2 separate regions of the Mus musculus genome follow, and region 2 is linked to region 1. A link is a contact called in public HiChIP or PLAC-seq data. All regions are on one chromosome and are shown on one strand. The core of a region is the stretch at or near the end of the contact, and the rest is flanking DNA. Distances in the headings are between cores, read along the strand shown.

The links. HiChIP or PLAC-seq counts read pairs in DNA pulled down with a chosen protein or histone mark.
Region 2: a contact with region 1 is called in an HNF4G HiChIP or PLAC-seq map of pancreatic cancer cells. The contact joins two enhancer-like sites. A contact is called at or near these places in 1 of 15 datasets of contacts at CTCF or cohesin (the NIH/3T3 cell line), 10 of 484 Hi-C or Micro-C datasets (the AML12 cell line, the Patski cell line, bone marrow and 6 more) and 2 of 115 datasets of contacts at active chromatin or transcription factors (fibro-adipogenic progenitors and pancreatic cancer cells).

Annotation. Positions count from the first base shown.
Region 1 is chr16:93,004,997-93,008,509 of GRCm38.p6, reverse strand. No RefSeq gene overlaps it. Among named protein-coding and RNA genes, the nearest start is that of Gm41499, 50 kb to the right of the region's middle. Within about 2 kb of position 1,714, at least 58 of the 459 cell types and tissues checked have an H3K27ac peak or open chromatin away from gene starts, as enhancers often do. A contact at or near this core is called in muscle stem cells and pancreatic cancer cells, where this site is marked.
Region 2 is chr16:92,901,931-92,905,408 of GRCm38.p6, reverse strand. No RefSeq gene overlaps it. Among named protein-coding and RNA genes, the nearest start is that of Gm41499, 53 kb to the left of the region's middle. Within about 2 kb of position 1,273, at least 64 of the 459 cell types and tissues checked have an H3K27ac peak or open chromatin away from gene starts, as enhancers often do. A contact at or near this core is called in muscle stem cells and pancreatic cancer cells, where this site is marked.

The sequences.
Region 1 (3,513 bases), core at 465-2,964:
GAGAGAGAGAGAGAGAGAGAGAGAGAGAGAGAGAGAGAGAGAGAGAGAGAGAGAGAGGGCAAGTGTGGCAAGTGTGTGTATGTGCATGTGTGGTTGGGTGTGTAAGTGAGTATGTGTATGTAGGGTTGGCACCCCGTAGATTGGGATACTGTGGAAGCTTTGGACATTGAGTCTGGTGGCATATGTAAGGTTGCAGGGTGGAGCTCATGAGGGTTGCTTGACTCTGCTTCCAGCCCTAGCTCCCTGCTTCCTGCTGTGTGAGCTTGCACCTCAATCTTCGATCACCTACCAGGCCAGTCTGTCCAGCGTGCCTCTGGTGTGGTGGACTGTCTCTGACGGCCTGAGCTGAACCTCTCCTCTATTCAGTTGCTCCTAACAAGTGTTTTGTGGCAGCCACATGAAAAGCTAAGACAAAAATAGAGGACTCTGTTTTTCTTTATTGTCCTCTAAGATTTCCTTTCAAGAAAGGAAATAGAGAACGTGCAGATCAGATCTTCACAAATCAAAGTGTCTTCTCTCTCCCATGTATCTACTCTCCCACCTTCAAGTAAGGACTGGATCCCAGATACAGTACAGTGGATTCGTGACCTATGAACTGTCTGCCATCCCTGCAGTGTCTCTGGTGATGGAAGAGATTTTTCTCTTTAATGTCTGCCTGTGTTAATGCATAGGAAGATGCACACAATGATCACAGACTTCCCATCCAGTGAAGCCCTGTGACCCTGTAAGTGTTTAGCCTTTAACAGACCCCTGGGCTGTGTGCCCAGCTCTGACACTGTTCACGTTTACAGAGTCAATTCAATTTCACTTGTTAATATTGGTTACCATCATTCTAGATTGAAAAGCAGCTTTCCAGAGCATTGCTCTGAACTTCAGAAGCCCAAATAGCTCTAGCAGGCGTCTGGCACTTCCCACCTCCCCCATATTGTTCCTGGACCATCCATTTGAAATCCATTTGAATCAGGGTTTCTCTCTCTCTCTCTGTCTCTCTGTCTCTGTCTCTCTGTCTCTGTCTCTCTGTCTCTGTCTCTCTCTCTCTCTCTCTCTCTCTCTCTCTCTCTCTCTCTCTCTCTCCATTTCATTACAAATTCCTGTATCCAGGGATCATGTCTAATGTTTCTCAAATATCCTGGTTAATGTGTAGGCCAGAAACTTGTTCAATTGAAGCCTCTTAAAAGTTGTTGATGGAGTTAAAAATGAACTTCAAATGTGAAAAACGTTTCCAGAGCAAGGGAAATATTCACTGTTGTGTTTGGAAAACGGGATGGGTAAGTTTAAAAGCATGACGATCAGACAGGCTCCTTGAGGGAGGTAAATTTTTAGATACCATGAAATCCCATATGAGATCGCACCCAACTTCCTTAGGCAAACAGTAAGCGACAGAAAGAAAGAAAGGGACAAACTGGGTTTATTTGACCTTGCCATTTGATTTCCAAGGAATTCAAAGCCATCGAGGGGTAAAGATAGCTAGCTGTCTGTCTTTCTTGACTGGGTTTGTGCTTTTCTCTTTCTCCCTAACCCTGCCTCTGACTCCATTTTTTGAAAATTAGCCAGACAACGGCCGCATTTCCAGTTACTGGATGAGTTCAGAGCCAAGCAGCTGTTCAGAAACATCCAAGTGGGCAGCAAATGGCGCTGATGGAGTTAAAGGCGGTGACTCACACGGGACATTCTCAGCAGGTCAGCTGGAACTCCCTGCTGGGCAGGGAATGCAGCCCCCTGGGGCAGGTGCCAAGCCCAGGAGCAGAGCCCGGGATGACAGCAGCAACTCACCACACAGTGGCCTCCGCTCGGTCGCTTCCCTGTTCTCAGTTTTCATGATTTTTTTTTTATAAGGTGAATTTTTTTCTAACGCAATCCTGAAGTGTGATGGGAAAAACAGGCCGGGCAGCTGTTGACTGTTTGAAACAACAGAGGGGAGGCTGGGTCCCTTGGACCGGCTCCACACACGCTGCCTCGCCAGCTTTCCTGATCATTTTCTCATAGAAAATTATGGGTCAAGAGCTCGATCCTGCGCGCTCCTCATGCCAGTCAGTCGCTCGCTCAGCGAAGGTGAGGCTTGCAGGAGCCCAGAGGGGCTTGCTCATCTAGAAATATATTTCTACAAAAGATTATAATTTTACAAGGTGACTCAATCAAACAACAATAAAGACCACGGGTAGGCTAGGGGAAGAGGGGAAAGCACACTTGAGTTTGTGAGCTTATATAACAGCACTACCATGAAGGGCACTAAAGAATATAAAAATGGCATCCTAGATGTTTATTATTAAACATAATTGTTCAGGGAGGGAGGGACTTAATTACTTCAACAAATTCAATTGTGACTCAATCCTCCACTTCACTTTTTGTCTATTTTTCTTTAAATAGCTTTCAAAGGCTTTTAAAGGTAAATATCTTTAATTTGTTCCTTGCAGGTGGGTGATGGCTCAGCAAAGAAGAAACAATCTTTTTTTTTTTTTCTTTTCCTGTCATTAACAATTATCAGATTCAAATTCCATTCCTCTGCTATCTAGGCACAGGATTCCCAGTGCACTGGGATTGTGATCCTGATGGCCAATTTGTGTCCCCTATAATCAAGTTCATTTTGTGATAAGCTCCCAAATATTAACTCTGAAAGAGCAGAAAGGTAGAACTTTAAAAAAAAAATGAAACAATGATTTATTTCCTTAAATAAAATGTTTAAAGTTGTGTTTGGCCAATTAGATGAGCATTTATCAACCATCGAGTTCACAGGGAGCTCAGAGACAGGAAACAGCTTTCTGAGGGCTCTTCTTCTTCTGAGAAAACGGATTCAGAGTTCAAAAGAGAGTAGTCTGGCCGCCTGTTTTATAGAGCCCAAAGAGGAACATGGGAGGGGAAATTTCCCAAGAACAGACATGGTGTCAGTGTTGCCTGCCCGATGTCTAGCTGGTGGTAGACGATTAATAAATACCGGCAGAATTGATCTTGGCCGGGGGGTGGGGGGTGGGGTGGGGGGGGGAGTGGGGGGGAGTGGACGGAAGAGGAGGAGCATCCTTTCTTTTTGGCAAAAGAAAGAACAGATTAGTCATTGAGATTCTGCAGAAGGGATGGGGCTCAGGGTGGTTTAAATCTCAGTTCCAAAAGTCAGGAGAGAGGACGGGAGCACACCGAGTGAGCATCCTGTGAATAAGTCTTTTTCAGCCAGAGTTGGTTGGGTTCATTTCTGGGTATGGCAGCCAAGACCAACCAGAGGCTCCCAAGAGAAAAGCCAGACAGAAAGGCGAGGTTTGAGATTTTCTCTCCCGGTTGCATCTACCAGGTCTTCATGTATTAATTACCATGTTCCTTCCACACCAACCTCTGAGAGCATCTGGGATGAAATGCCAAATTAAAAGAGGGAGGGGAAGCTATAATCAGGGATTATTGTATGAGAAAAGAGTCTATTTTTTAAAATGTGGAAATCAGGACAGGAATACTCCCAGGACACTTTTATGGTGGGGATGAGCCTTTCTGTCCTTGATCCTGCCAAGAGTCAGGCTCACTGTTTACCCA
Region 2 (3,478 bases), core at 24-2,523, 100 kb after region 1:
GGCATGGCTTGCTGCCAGTGCACAAATCAAGGTCCCAGATGCCCAGGCACCAGTACAAACTCCTACAGCTAAACCTTTAACCAAGGGTTAGGGTCCCTACATCCTGTTCTTTTCTGCAGACTCAGTTCTTGTAGCATGAGCTTGGGTCTGCTTCTCTCTCTTTGTCAGGTTTCTTGCTCCATACACGAATACGTTGTTCTAAGTGCAGAGTGCTGTATGCTGGTATTTTCAGGTAGACAATGGGTCAAAATATTTATCATATTTATCATGTCATTTCGTACAGCCCAGCCAGTACACAGGAATGTTGGTCATAAAACCAGCACAGGGTCCCCAGATAGAACACCAGATCAGACTCTGAATTTCAGATAAATATACGTAAAATTTACTATAGCTAATACATGGGGTACCTTGATACTAAAAGCAGTTGCTGTGCAGAGTTGGACACCCAGGCTTTCAGTCTGTCTTTCAATGTGTAAGAACTGCCAACCTGGGGCAGCCCACCCAGCCTTCTCACCCTCAGAGTAACTTCTCAGCAACTGCCAATGTTGAATAGGACAGTGTTGCCTACCACCAGTGTTTCTAAATGTCTGTTTTATTTTCAAAGCCTGGGAGGTTGTGTTTGGACCAAGAATTTCACACCCAGCCTCAGAGAGTCAATGAACACACATGGTGCACAGACATACATGTAGGCAGAACAGCCACACCATAGGAATAAATAACTTACAAGCAAGCCCATGGGAAAGCACACAGCATCACAGAATGATGCAGGAAGGGCAGCGCCGAGAACTAGAATTACAGGTGGTTTGAGCCATCATGAAGTGTTAGGATTTGAACCCAAGTCCTCTGCTGGAACACCAAGCTCTCTGAGCCTCTGTACATCTCCCTAGCCCCTGTGGCTTTACCTTCCCTGACCATTGAGTAAACAGCTAACACTACCCTGTAGAAGAACAAGACAATGGAAGCTAACCTGCCCCAAGGTCATGTGGCAAGGGTGTGTCAGCTCTCTCTCTTGAACCTCTGTTTATGAAGGAGTATGAGATTTCTAATATCTATGCAAACATTGATAGTGGTATGAGCCTGGCCGGGACAGAACCAAACGAGATCCCATCTGGTTTCAACAGCTCAAAGCACTGGGGTTTGAAGAGGCTATTACGGTAACTCAGATTTGCAGCCCTGTGAAGTGGCCGCCCACACAGGAAATAACTTGGAACAGGTGGCCCAAGGAGCTTGCTGGTCTTGTCTGGCTTCATGGGGAAAGCTTGTGGGTTCCTGAGTCATTGAATAATTATGAGCCTGAACAAAAGGTTCTCAGATAAGCGGAAGTCAGGACAGGGAAAGGCAAGGTGGGAAGAGGGTTGTCTCGGCGTGCTCACTGGGCAAGCCCACTTGATGGATGAGGCCTCTTGGGAAACAATACCCCCTTGGTTTGTGATCCTGAGTCCCCCAGCACCCCGTGGCATGATGAGCAGACACAGGTGGCAAGAGTCGCTTAGGATTTAATGAACTCCCCAGAGTTGGAAAAGAAAGCCAGGTTAGGCTCAGTTCCCGCAGAGACCATGTAAGAATTCTCCTCTGTGAGCCTGCCCTGTGCTGGCTTGTGCTGCACTTGAACATTCGTTATGTCTCTGATCTATTCCCAAGCCAGGATGTGGTGACAGCTTTGCTCCAGTGTCTCTAATGATGACACTGAAGTCTTGTCTATCGGTCAGGAGGAATGATGGTGCTACACATTGACTTGTGTCCTTCCAAAGAAAACAGACACTGGTGTCTTAACACCGAGTGTTGCAGAATGCATCCCGGGTCACTGCAGGTGTTGTTAGTTCAGATGATGTCAGAGTGGCACGGATGAGCCGATCTTCAATACCATGGAAGGCTTCCTTATATAAAAGGCTGTCAGGCAGGGATGGGGTTCTGTGTATTTTTTTAAAAATTGCCTGTACAAGACTCTGGCTTCAAGACAGAGTACCATCGGGGAAAATATAAAGACAAAGAGATCCAGTAAAGAAATGTCATGTGAGCAGAGAGAGGCACAGGAGGAAGTTCCGGGCAGTCGTGATCCAGAGAAAGAGCAATGCAGCCATATTTCTCATAATGTAAAGATGGTGGGCAGCCACCAGAAGCCAAGAGCGAAACAGGATTCCCTGCACACTTGGCAGAGGCAACATAGGCCTCTCCGAAGCAATGGCCACAGACTGACTGTACTTGTGGAGGGCTGCCATGGGAGTCTTCGGAGGACTTCATTTTTCATGGTAGACCTCTTTAAAGACTGTTCTATAGAACTGTGCATGCAAGCCACTATTCTATTTTTTTTAAATCATTTTTTGTTTAATTTAAAGACAAGATCTCACTGAGTTGTTTAACCTGGCCTTGAACTCCTGATGGTCCTGCCTCAGCCTCTCTTGTAAACAGAATTAATTACAGGCTTTTGCTACAAGTCATCCCTCAATAGAACCCTTTCAGATGCCCTCTCAAGGATGGGAGTGTAGCTCAGTGGTGGGGTGCTTATTAACAGTACAAGTGGCAAATACAAGCAAACTCTGGCTTCAACACACACACACACACACTCACATACACACACACACACACTCACAAACGTGCACATACACAAACATACAAACTCACATACACACACATACACACACACACCCATCACCCAAATCTAAAATTAATTTCTAATTTAAATGTAAGCAAGCACAAAAAAAAAAACCCACCAGAGGACAGACAATATGTGTCTAAAAGAGAGAGTACTGTAGAGCGAGCACTGGCCCAGCATTCCTGGGGCCCTGCATTCAGTCCCCATTACTGCATATGTCTGAGTGGCCAGTACCTGTGCTTTGGAGATGGAAGCAGGAAGCCCACAAGTTAAAGGCTACTAGTGAGTTTGAACCCTAGGCTCGCTTGGACTACATGAAACTCTCAAAATGAACAAAGGACATACAAGTAATGTAAACCATGCTTTTGCAGGTCAGAATGTGAGATTTGGGGAGACTGCATAGGAAACACCCCATCACAACCCACAGAGTTAGAGGGACAATGTCTACAAGGGCTCCTAATTTATCACACCAATTCTGATATTGAATGCCCTCAGCTCTGATTGTACCTCAGGAGGACCCTAGAACTCACTTAATGGAATCCCACCCATGGCTAAGGTCTGTTCTGGGTAATGACACCAAATAAATTCATCCAGGGGCATCGGAGTCTTAGTTGCAGACTTAAAAAAAAAACCATAAATAAAGTCAGAGACCCATATGGCCATCCCTTCAGCAGGTTCAGCCTATGACCCACAGGCCCGACCCACAGGCCTCACCCCCAAGCCTAATGAAGTCTCTCAGACCTCCTGGAAGCAGAGTGTCTATCTGCTGGCTCACAGCCTCCAGGCAGACAAAGCTGCTCCTAGCAGGCCTGATATTCCAAAGACATCATTTCCCAGAAGCCTAGGACAGAGATCTCCCGGGTCAGTTTAAATACATTACACCCT